2 separate regions of the Oryctolagus cuniculus genome follow, and region 1 is linked to region 2. The links are chromatin contacts, called in public Micro-C maps. All regions are on one chromosome and are shown on one strand. Each heading gives the region's core, a stretch centred on a gene start, on an enhancer-like site or on the middle of the called end of the contact. The rest is flanking DNA. Distances are from core to core; before and after follow the strand shown. Region 1 holds the start of MAGI1 (membrane associated guanylate kinase, WW and PDZ domain containing 1). Region 2 has its middle 93 kb from the start of SLC25A26.

Evidence for each region. Hi-C and Micro-C count contacts between places; a contact is called where the count stands out from the background.
Region 1: a Micro-C map of ear pinna shows a contact between it and region 2, with 11 times the contacts expected there. The contact joins the promoter of MAGI1 here to the enhancer-like site in region 2. A contact is called at or near these places in 3 of 6 Hi-C or Micro-C datasets (ear pinna, liver and an unstated tissue).

The regions. Positions count from the first base shown.
Region 1 is chr10:83,541,419-83,548,053 of mOryCun1.1, forward strand. MAGI1 (membrane associated guanylate kinase, WW and PDZ domain containing 1) reads left to right here and starts at 2,623. Exons shown (of 23, transcript XM_070050626.1): 1 at 2,623-3,495. The coding sequence starts at 3,186.
Region 2 is chr10:83,434,222-83,440,135 of mOryCun1.1, forward strand. No RefSeq gene overlaps it. Among named protein-coding and RNA genes, the nearest start is that of SLC25A26, 93 kb to the left of the region's middle. Within about 2 kb of position 2,885, at least 1 of the 8 cell types and tissues checked has an H3K27ac peak or open chromatin away from gene starts, as enhancers often do.

The DNA.
Region 1 (6,635 bases), core at 1,373-3,872, 110 kb after region 2:
GACATTAACTGGGGGGGAGGGCGGTGCTTCGGCATAGCGGGTTAACGCCCTGGCCCGAAGCGCCAGCATCCCATGTGTGCACCAGTTCAAAACCTGCCTGCTCCTCTTCCGATCCCGCTCTCTGCTATGGCCTGGGAAAGCAGTAGAAGAAAGCCCAAGTCCTTGGGCCCCTGCACCCCGTGGGAGACCCAGAATAATCTCCTGGCTCCTGGCTTCGGATTGGTGCAGCTTTGGCCGTGCGGCCAATTGGGGAGTGAACCAGTGGATGGAAGACCTCTGTCTGTCTCTCTCTCTGCCTCTCTTCTCTCTGTGTAATAAACCTTTAAAAAAAGGACATTAATTGGAACACCCACATCCTGTATAGGTGCAGAACTTTCACTGATTCAACTCTGCTTCTGAGTCCAGCTGCCCTGTGAGGCAGCCATCATGGCCTAAATGCTTGGGTGTGTGCCGCCCATGTGACGGACCTGGATTAAGTTCCCAGAATGGCCCACCCTAGGCCATTGTGTGCCTTGGGGCAAGTGAACCAGAGGAGGGAAACTCTCCTTCCTCATCTCTCTCTCAAGAATAAACAAATTATAAGAACTTTAAGAAAAGGAAAAGCTCAGGAATTGAGATACTAAATTTATAAGCATCTAAGCACGACCTCCAATGTCTAGATGGCATTGCTCATCCTCGGGCCTCAGAGTGGCTGGATTTGGGATTGGGTTTGGGAATCCATGTTTTGAAGTCCCTGCTAATTTTCATCCATCAGGATTGAGATAGATTGTTTCCAAAACTGAGGCTGAGATGAAGTTCCTCTGACCAAGAAGGGTCATGGAAAATACAAGGCAATGGCATTTTCAGATCTGGATATCCCAAGAGAGAAGCATTTTTAGTTTAAAAAATTATTTGAGAGAGTGAGGGAGAGAGAGCTCCAATTGGCGACTGGTTCACTTGGGCCTGGGAAGCCAGGAAGCTGGTGCAGAGACCCAAGTACTTGAGCCATTACCTACAGCCTACCAGGGTGCACATTAGCAGGAATCTGGAAGCAGAATTGGAAACGGAGTTGGGGCCCCATGCAGGCACAGTGATAGGGATGTTGGAGACCCAAGCCAGGTGTCAAAACGCTGTACCAACAGCTCATCTCATTTTTATTAGCTCAGCATCCTACAAATCGTGCTTAAAAGTACATCGAAATGTATTCTCCTAGTTCTCAAATTGTAGAAAGTAAAGGATGAATTATCATCACCACTTAATCCAAAATCCCAAATGATTTCCTACTTCTTTTTCGAAACACTAATACTGCGGCTCCCAATCCTGTTAAAGTTTTATTCAACGCCACTTCATTAGCATTCACTCTACAGGCGTTCTCCATGGAATTCTCCCAAGACCGCGGTGACGTACTGTTACACGGACCCCTTTAACTGTGCAGAAGTGTAGACCCTGAGAGGTCGCGGGGTACCCGCTAAAGGTCACACCTAGGTGCGCCAGGGGGAACCTCAACCCAGAGCCCAGCTGTCCACCTTCACCGTTGCAGCAGCCCATCCGAGTCGCTTCAAAAGTCATCTCCCTTCTTTCTTGGACTCTTTTCTGTGACCAAAGATGAGCAAACATCTTATAAATCAGCGAGGAAAAAATTAGTTGCTGGGAAGACACCTCGCAGCCCGGAGTGGGGCGCATTTGGCCAGGGCCACTTCCAGGCTCCGGCACAGGACTCCCCGGGACTGACGGCCTCTCTACCCAGCGCGGTGCGGCTGCGACCCCGGGGCTGCGGGTTCCGAGCTGTTCCCCGAGCCCTGAGCCCTGAGCGCCGGTGCACCTTATCGCCGCCCCGTGAGCTGCTCTAGGGTTGTCCGTCGCGCTGGTCTTAGGTTGAAGATCATCCACGCTTTCTGGCTGCCCTCTCCTCATCTATAGTTTTTTCTGCGTCCCAAAAAGTTGGCCCCCAAGTTTTAACTTTACGCGCGCGCATGTGTTTTGGAGCAGGGGGACGCGTGACCCGCAACGGGATGTCTGTTATGGGCCCGGGGGAATGCAATGTCCAGGAGCTCCCCTGGGACACAGGGACACCGGCAGGACGCCGCGGGCGCAGGGCAGGCGGGCAGCAGACGCGCGCCTGGGGACAGGTCCTGGAGGTTCCAGGAGGCAAGGCGGCAAGGTGGCCGCGGGCAGGCCAGCTGCGTGACCGACAGCTTGGCCAGCCACTGGCCGAGGGCGGCTCAGGCCGGGCGAGGGCGGGCGTGCGAGCCTCCCCAACCCCGACCTGTTTGCGATGGCTTTAAAATGCCCAAGTTCTTGAAGTTGCAGACAGTGGGAATGAAACCTGTGCGAGGCCCTTAAGCTCCCAAAGGGACCTGTGGCGTCGGGAGCTTTGGAAGAAAAGAAAAAGAGGAACGCGACGGCGCACTCGGGATAGGGCAGCCCGCGGGGTCGGCTTTAGGACCCAGCGGGCGGCACGCTGGAATCGCTGCCTCTGGGGAGGAGGGGTGGGGCGTCCGGGCCGGCAGGCGGCCGCGGGGCGCATGCGCGCGCGTCTCCCCTGGCCGGCCGCTGCGCTCCGCGGCGCGGAATAGAATGAACTGTAACAAAACAAGCCGAGCCTTTGTATCTGCTTAAAGGGGCCGCGGGCACTTCCCTCCGGTCGCCTCCACCCCCGCCCCGCAACCGCGTCTCCCGGGCTCCCAGCAACTGGCTGGAAGGGCTTCCCTCGTCTTCAGGAACAGCCCGCCCGCCGGCGAGGAGAGGCGAGCCAGGCGGGAGGCAGAGAGAGGACACAGCACATTTCCAAAAGGCAAGAAAGAAAGGAAGGAAGCAAGGGGGAGAGAAAAAAAAAAAAAAAAAAGCCAAGCGGCGCAGAGTGGACTCTGACCCGGGAGCGCACGGGCGGGCGTCGGAACGTGCTCCCGGGAGGCACCGGCATGCAAACAAAGCTGGCGGGCGCGCGTGCGGGGCTCGCGAGGAAGCCCGGAAAGTTTGTTGGGTGATGGCTTGAGCGCGCGAGCGCTTGCGGGGAGCGAGCCTGCTAAGTTTCCCGCTCCCGTGTGGCTCTTTGGGGGGACAGATGTGCCTCCCGTGAAAGCCCGCGCACCCCTGGAGGCTTCGGCCGTGCTGGTGGGGGGCGCACCTGTCTTCGGGTTTACTTCTCATTATTATTATTTTTTTCCTTGGGGGGGTGGGGTGGGGGAGGAGGGTCGTAACGCATCATGTCGAAAGTGATTCAGAAGAAGAACCACTGGACGAGCCGGGTTCACGAGTGCACCGTGAGACGTGGACCCCAGGGCGAGCTGGGGGTGACGGTGCTGGGGGGCGCCGAGAACGGGGAGTTTCCGTACGTGGGAGCGGCGGCGGCCGAGGCGGCGGGGCTGCCCGGCGGCGGCGAGGGCCCGAGGCTGGGCGAAGGCGAGCTGCTTTTGGAGGTGCAGGGGGTCCGGGTGTCCGGCTTGCCCCGCTATGACGTGCTCGGAGTTCTCGACAGCTGTAAGGAGGCCGTCACCTTCAAGGCCGTCAGACCAGGTAAGACGGGGCGCGCCCTTGGCTGGGGGCGCCCCCTGCCCCCTACCCCTTGGCTTTCCCGCCTTTCTCTTCCCGAGCGCCGCCGAGGGGGAGCAGTCGAGGCCGCACGCCCTGTGAGGGTGAAAAGTTGTGGCGACGGTGCGGGTTGTTGGCCCACCTGCGTTGGGAAGGGGGCGCTGGGTCTGCGCAGGGCAGCGGGGAGACGTTGCCCCAGCCCGGGCTTGCGGAGCTGTTACCCAGCGCCCAGGAGCGGCGAAGCCTCCCCGCCTCTGCCCCCACGCCGGACTGAAGGTGGGCGCTCCCCGGGCCCTCCGGGGCTTCCATGCAGAGCGCGCCGCTGCCCGCGGGCGTTTGCCAACACTCAGTGTCCAGACCTGGCGAGTGGGTCTGCCGGCCAGGGTTATGGTTATGGTTATGGTTATGGTTATGTTGGATCTCCCATGGGAATGTGGGCCTCCCTTCGCCAGAAACTCCAGGTGGGCGGGCGGTGAGCGCCCTGCGGTCCCTAGGCTGGCCGCCTTGGAAGCTGCATTCACCACCTCTCCGCTGATGACGCGTGCTGTCTCCACGGTGTGGCCGCACCACAGGCTTGGGCTGCCGTGGGGGAGGGACGCTGCGCCCTGAGCTCCGGTCCAGTCTGTGTTTACCCTGCTGCCAAGTCCGCCGAGGGCACTACGGATGACAGGAGTGCGGGGCTGCTCTACGTGTGTAGCTTACTCCCTGTCCGGCTCCGGGTGCAATGCTTGACCTGCAGTGTCCCACTCTGATTCACAGTTCTGAGTTGCTCCTATAAAGCTCATACTGCAGATAAGGAAACCGGCACTGATACTGGTTAAGTGACTTGTCCAGGGTGACGCAGGGACCAGAAGGGAGGGTTTGAAGCTCACTGCAGAACCAGAAGACTGAGGACCAAGGAGTTTGGGGAGAGGTGATTGGTGAGGGAGGGGTAGGAAGCACATTCCCCCACCCCACAGCAAGTGTGTACAGTGGGCTGCTGTTGGTGGTAGGGCCCTTCCCTGTCCCTGAATGTGCCCAACACAGGTGACTGGGGCCCTTTGAAGGGTGCCTGGAGCCATCAAGTGCCGTGACTGCAGAGTCTCCCCAGGAAGGCACGGAAGGAGGTGGTGGGGCTGAACGTGGTGAAAAGTTCCCATATGTTTCCATAAGGACAGGCGGCAGCTGGAGGAATGTGTCACAGGAAAGGAGCCTGGGCTGGGCTGGGCTGGGCTGGTCCCCTCTTGGAAACAGACTTGTTCCAGATGAAATGGGGGAGGGGGCAGGGGAAACAGCTTGGCCTTTTGGTCGCTTTGAGAGCCGAGAGGCTGTCACTCAGCCTTGGAAAGCTCTTTCCGTTGGTATCCTCAGCCTCCGCTTGAATGCTTCCTCCAGGAAGCCCTCCAGCATCCTGCCAGGATGAACAAATTCTTCATCCTCTGAATTCCCTTAATGTGTGCCTTGTGCTTTTTTTTTTTTTTTTTTTAAACTTAACCCTGAACTGGGAGTTAGGTCCTTATTTCTTCATTTCCACAGAAGCAGGCAGAGAATGTGCCCCATTCATTGCACGCTGCCCCGGGCTTTGAGGTCCTACAGCATGCCTCTCCTGCCAGGGAGTCCTTAGCTGTAAACTGGCTTCCCTATCTGTGTTATGCAAGCTTAATATGTGCCAAGTGTGCAGAATAGTGCCCGTACCTAGTAAGTGCTCAGTAAAAATTAGCTGCCATTGCTATGTCTGGGTGACATTTGAGCACTTATTTATTTCTGAGGCTTAGCTTTTAGTGTCAGGAGCGATGATTTTGACTTGCTAGCGCTACAGAGAAAATACTGGATCATGGGATTTGACGGGTGCTACTGCAGGTCAGGTGGTTTGGGAGAAAAAGGGAGGAGGGAAGGCGGTCGGGGTTGGGGGACCTGCTCATCTCCTGAGGTTGCCTAATGGGCCTTGAGTGGAAGTTTGCTTGCAGCGTGCAAGGTTCCGTGCATGGCTGAATCTCCTACCAGTGATCAAAGAGCTGGGGGCTACTGTCTCAGGGCTGCCTCCTCCATGGTGCTTGAAAGAGTTGGTGAGTTAACCACGTGGGTTTGGATCCCGATGCCTCTGGTTTGGAAGGACTCTGTGGTGTCTCCAGGGTTAATTCCCTTCACCCAAGACCATTTTTTTTTTTTTTAAAGAATTTTTTTAGTTTGAAGGTTACAGAGAGAGAGAGGGAAAGAGCGAGAGATCTGCTAGGTCTTTCCCTAGATGGTCACAATGGTCAGGGCTGGGCAAAACCAAATTCAGGAGCCAGGAGCTTCTTTTGTATCTCCCCTGCCAAATGTGTGGCAGGGACCAAGCGCTTGGGCCATCCTCCACTGCTTTCCCAGATACATCAGTGGGGAGCCAGATTGGAAATGGAGCAGCCGGGACTTGAACTGGTAACTGGTGGCTTAACCCAGTAGGTTAAGGCCTTAGGCCCCACCCAGGACTATTCAGTGGGCACAGGAATGTTCATACCAGGCACAGGTGTGTGTGTGTGTGTGTGTGTGTGTGTATGTGTGTGTGTGTGAGAGAGAGAGAGAGGGAGAGAGAGAGACACTGAGACTCTACTTGGAATGGAATAGGAAGGAGGACGATTTGGAAAGTTGAGTGGCCTGGGATCCACTGCACTATGAAAGCAATTTCATGTAGTAACCACGCAGGTGCACTTAGCTCTTCTGATGTAAAGATGGCCTAAGCCGTTTCACCCAGCTTTTCTGCTTCCTTCTTTCTGACTGGAAATATGATTTAAGTTACAGGGCAGAATTGCTCTTGCTGTGTCTCTATCGTGTCTTAATCATATTAGGCCGGCTCTTACTTGATGTGTGGAAAAGAAGAGTGTTACCCCTGTGTTGTCTGCACCCGAGCTAGCCGATCACAGGGACACAGCTCTCTCTGGGGACTGTATGGAAAGGTCTTGTGGGAGTACACTGTGCTGTTTCTATTTCCTTTCTCTGGAAAGATGCATGGACCAAAATAGTCTGTAGCAAATGGTATTATATGAAGCAGGATTGCATTGTGAAGGAGTCAAACTAAATGGATCTATTGGATTGAGGTGTTTATTTTATTTTTAAAAGGTTGTGTTTATTTGAAAGACAATGACAGAGGGAAGGAGGAAAGAAAGAGA
Region 2 (5,914 bases), core at 1,635-4,134:
CCCCAATGGTAACATCTTTCAAAACTACAGTACAGTATGACAAGCAGGAAGTTGACAAGGATACAATGCATCTGTCTCCCTTGGAACTGGACTTCTGGATGTGTGTGCTATTTCTATATTGAAAAGCAACAACAGCTTCTCTTCGTGTTAGGCTGTAGACTAGTAAGAAATTCCTGAGAGATGGTGGCACCACCACACGGACCACAAGGAAATGGACCAAAGCACAGATTAAAGGAAATCATTCTCAACTCGCGACAGGGGCTACATAGCCTGGAATCTGTTAGTCCAATTGTGCCTCTGACATTCACTTGACCCTTTCATCACAGGGATTCCTAGAAGGGCTGCCATACATTTAGTTGAATTCAACAGAATGAGGGATGTGGTAGGGAGATGTTTCCAAAAGTATGTAGAAATAGAATTAAAAGATACACTTGTGCAGGTGCAAAAAACTTTGAAACCCATGCATAACTTCCTCTCTTTTTAAATGAAAGGTTTTGTCACCTTAAAAAATATTTTTATTTATTTTCACTTTACTGGAAAGGCAGAAAAAGATAGGTAATAGATAGATGATAAATGGATTGATAGATGGATAGATAGATACATAGACAGACAGATGTCTTCCATCTGCTACAACAGCCAGGACTGGGCCAGGCCAAAACAGGAGCCTGGAAGACAGTCCACATGGCTGGCAGGGACCAGAGGACATGATCCATTGTCTGCTGCCTCCCAGGCCACATGTTAGTGGGAAGCTGGATCAGAAGCAGAGGACCAGGACTTGAACCAGGCACTCTGATATGGGATGGACATATTCCAAGGGATGTCTTGGCCACTGTGCCAAATGCCTGCTCTCATAGTTTCTTCATAATATGAATTTTCTGTGAATTTTTTGAAGTTGTTGTACAATAAGACTTTGCTCTCTCAGAGGAGAAAATGGGAAATGTAAACCTGGCAGCATTGAGCAGTACCAGTGGAGAAATAAAAGGTGGGTACCTGTAATACTGTTTTTGCTTTCGAAGAACACTTGCGAGCTCAGCCTGCTATAAATGTAACTGGGAAATGAAAATACCTGCAGGGGAACAGACTTGAGAGAACATTCTCGAGTGTTTCCACAGGGGCCATCCTGTGCGTCACCTGACCTCAGTGGAAGGGTCTCACAAATACACCTTTCTCAGCTGCTTTGGCTGAAGAACCAGCCACCCCCTTTCTGCTTCTTGGCATCACGTCCCCTTCTTCACTAACAGTATGTAGACTTTCCTTTGTGGAGCCATTCTCCTGACACAGCTCTTTTGCAGGTGCCATCTCCATTGCCCCGCCCCACCCCCCAGCACTGCAACCCACAGGACAGGTTCTTGACTCTACACAGAACCTGTGGTTCCAAAAAACCCACACATCTTGGTTAGTCATTTGGCTCAGAGTTATGACACCACTCGGGACACCTGCATCCATCACTGGAGGACCTGGGTGCGAGTCCCCACCTTGCTTCTGATTCAGCTTCCAGCTACTGTGCATTAGGGAAGGGAGCAGGTGGTGGCTCAAGTAACTTAGTCCCTGCCATCGATGTGGGAGATCTGGATGGGATTCTGGGCTGCCAGCTTTGGCCTGGCACAGATTTGGTTGTTGTGGGACGAGAACCAGTGGATGGAAGGTTGCTCACTCGTGCTCCCCCACCTCCCCCCCCCCATTCAAGCAAGTAAACAAAACTTAAAAAGAAAGGAGAGGGAGGGAGAGAGGCAAGAAGGAATAGAGTACACCTGATCACCCTCCCAGAGTATCTAGAACCACATCTCCCTAAAGCTCAGAACTTCTCAGTTACATGAGCTAATCAGCTAATGAATTAATCACCTTTCTGAGTGTACTTAAACGGATTTAATATTTTTTGCTCCTTTGCAACTGCATGAGAAGGATCAACAGCAACATCTCTGAGGTTAAGCTCAGGGCCATAAATCCTTAAGCTCCTTTAGTATTTGTCCTCGCATCACTCAGCAATGCCCTTATCCTCTCATCTGTCTGCATTACTGCCTGCAGTAATTTGCCTGACCCACAGCTTGGTGTCAAAGAAGTAACCCAAGTAGAGTAAATAAATGGCACGAGGAGTACATGAACGCTCCTGACCCTCTAACGTCCAGTCTTAAGTAGGTTATGCATGTGTAACGCTGCAGCCCACCATCTGCACTGCTTATTTAAGTTCTGTAATGAAATGGCCAGAGCCCTCATTGTTTATTTATGGGACTCAGGCAGCCTCCCTCCAAACCTTAATTCAATCTTCAGCCACTGTTTGGGAGGCAAGGATTTCTGGCGACGGCAGAAGAGATGTTTGCTGCTTCAGATGGTGCTATTAAAAGAAAATCATTCCCAAAGAAATTCTTCTCTCCTGATGGGGGCCGGGGTGGGGGTGGGGGAACTAAATCATAAATTATGGAAAAGGAAATGGCAAATGTGAGTTGCTTTCTCTTTATTGGGGTTGTTGTTTTCTCACAACTGTCAAGCAGAGTGCGCACCTATTTTGAAAAGCTTTTTACAGCTTTGAATTAAGCACAAATGGGGAAATAAGAGGCTGTATAATTAGAGAAGCCCATGGAAGTCTGTTTTACAAAGCCAAGGCAAGTTTCACCATTTCGCTTTTGTTCACAAATGGCACCAGCAAACGGTGGGGCTCTGGGGTGGGGTGGGGTGGCACAGGTGAGACAGGAGAGGAAAATTGCAACAAGACACAGTTAAGACACAAGCTCACCCTCGGTCTGGCAGAGAATGCCAAGAGTCTTGCAAAAGCAAGCTGAGACGTCCAGTATTTCACTCCCCTGGGGCAGGGGAGGAGGGTAGGCGGCACAGGCAAGGCTTCCAATCTGTTTCAACTCAATAAGCACAGCCTGTCAACCCACCAATGTGGATGTACAGTTTGATCTTAGAGAAATCACAGAAACGGTGACTCTATCTCACGCGATTTCAATGGACTCAGGTCTGTTCAGGTTATTGGTGCGTGAGTGTTCTCCGCAGTGCCAGCAGAGGGAGCCCAAGATTAATGGGTGGGTTCCAAGGAACCCAGTTCCATTATCAGGGATCTGCCCATCTGGTTCATGACCGTGAACCTCTCTGTCCCAAGCCTCCTCTCTGTCCCCTTCTGTCCAGCTCCCTCTCTTTCCCTACGCTGACCGCCCAGCATTCTTGCCCAGCTCACTCCCAAGGCACAAGGCACACGTGAGTATATACCCTCCCACTCAGAACGGGCATTTGGAAATATTTTAATTGACGACTTCACACCTTGATTTTCCCTTGGCAGATCCCATAATCAGTGACAGGGAAGGAGGGACTCCTTGTGGGTAAAACACTGAAATCCACGAGAATAGGAGAATTTTGTCAGCCAAGTAAAAACGCTTATGATTGATTGTTAAATGAAAATAACAGATTGCAAATGTTTATACAGTAGGATCTCAAGTGTTTAAAAAATTTTATTAATTGAGAGATGAAGAAACAGAGAGAGACACCCAGAGGGAAAGAGAGAGAGTTCACTCCCGTCTACCGGTTCACTCCCCAAATACATGCCACAGTTAGCAGCTGGGGACTCAATCCAGGGTTCCCATACGGGTGGCAGGAGCCCCATGCCTAGAGCTATTATCATCTGCTTCCTCCCAGGGTGCGAGAGTTAGGAGCCAGAGCACTGCCCTGAACCCAGATACTCCCATGTAGGATGCACATCTTAACCAGCACTTTAACAACCAGGCTACATTTCTGCTCCAGGATTTTTTTAAATCATAGAGAAATAAGAATAGACATATTTTCAAATCACGAGTGATTGCTCCAGAGTGTGATGTGTAAAAAGGGGTCTCAGACGTGAAGGATGATATTTTTTATTGCTTCCTTATGTGCATGAACTTCAAGTATTCTGGCATCAAAATAAACTAATCTTTTAATCAAATTTTCCACAAACTTTGGGAAATACCCATATATTTCTCTACTCCAAATATATATACTGAACATACTCAATATATATAATGTAAATATTGGGGATATATAGCTTTGATCATTGTAGGGAAAAATGAAAGGCTATAAATGTATATATTTTATGGGATCACATGCAATATTTACTTTTCAAACTTTTCTGTATATGTTTTATTTGTTTGAAAAGCAGAGAACAGAGACAGATGAGAGAGAGCAAGCAAGCTTGCATCACTGATTCACTCCCCAGTTGTGCACAACAATCAGAACTGTGCCAGGCTGAAGCCAGGAGCTTGAAATTCAATCCAGTTCTCCCAAATGAGTGGCAAGGACTCAAATACTTGTGCTATCACCTGTCACCTCCCAGTACACATTGGTAGGAGGCTGGAATGGGAAGCAGAACCAGTGTTACGGGATGACAAAGGTGATCTCAGTTGAAGAATATCCATGTGGATAGTGACCAAAGCAAGATTTTAAGTGAGAAACCTCTTGCTACAGCAGTCAGGAGTGGGGCTCTAAGGGAAGAACTGCTCTGGGAAGCCTGGCTATTTTTATGTACAAAAGTGGGAACTTAGATTTAATCAATCAGTGGAGAGGCAGAATAGCAGCTAATAACCAAAGAGAGGGCTGGATTAACAACCAATCAGGCCGGCGCCGCTGTAGCTCAATAGGCTAATCCTCCGCCTAGCGGCGCCGGCACACCGGGTTCTAGTCCCATTCGGGGTGCCCGATTCTGTCCCGGTTGCTCCTCTTCCAGGCCAGCTCTCTGCTGTGGCCCAGCAGTGCAGTGGAGGATGGCCCAAGTGCTTGGGCCCTGCACCCACATGGGAGACCTGGAGAAGCACCTGGCTCCTGGATTCGGATCAGTGTGGTGCGCCAGCCGCAGCGGCCATTGAGGGGTGAACCAACGGAAAAGGAAGACCTTTCTCTCTCTCTCTCTCTCTCTCTCTCTCACTGTCCACTCTGCCTGTCAAAAAATTAAAAAAAAAAAAAATCAGAGGAGTGGGATTGGTAATCCTGTCTATCCTGCTATCAGGATAAAAAGCCCTCACTCTCCCAGAGAGGTGGGGGAGTGAGGGCTTTTTTTTTTTTTTTTTTTTTTTTTAAGAATTGTTTATTTATATTTATTGGAAAGGCAGAGAGACAAAGAGGAGACAGATCTTCCATCTGCTGGTTCTGTTACAGGTGAAGCATTGGCGAAGAGATTGTTATTACCCCGGTTGTCTCTCTCACATGGAAGAAGAGTTTCTAAGTGGGCAAGCAGAGAGATGGAAAAGCGAGAGTTATTAGAGTCAGAGACCTCCAGCCAGGTGGCATGGAGCGGGCTTCCAAGTGAGGAAAAACCTGAAGGGCCCCAAAGCACTGGGGATTTTTAGCACAATTTTGGGGAAAAAAAAAAAAACTTGACAATCACATTGACATTCAGTTACAAGACAGAGACAAAACCCATCTAAAGACCTGATTTTGCAATCCTTTATCCTGTATGGCTTGCTCGGAGATAAAACAAAAGAGCCAACACAAGGGTGCGGCACCTAATGGGTGAGGGTTCTAATCCATTGAGGTTGGGCCTGAGAGGTGCATGCTTAGCTAGAGTCCAAGTTCTGGGTTGGTCTGCAATGACAGGGGCCCTCTTTCGATTGGTCATCAATAACATGATCGGGAGGGAATTTTGACAATGGTACAAGGGGCCTCCAGTCAATGTAGGGACTATGTGCAGGTGCCTGTTACTGTTTGCTTGGGGCGGGAGTTCCTGGGGGGAAAAGCCCTCAAGACAAGAATGACCATCAAGACATGATGTACAGAGCAGATAAAGGATCTCCTTAGTCACGTGATTAGGGAGCCTGTAGGGCCAGCTGCACCACTGCCTCAAGTCAGTGAGCCAGGCTGAATAAGAGGCTCATTTGCAATCACAACAGCAGGACAAATAAACTGGTCCCTAAGGAGGCAGGCTGCCCTGAAAGCACTGTGCAGGGGCACACTG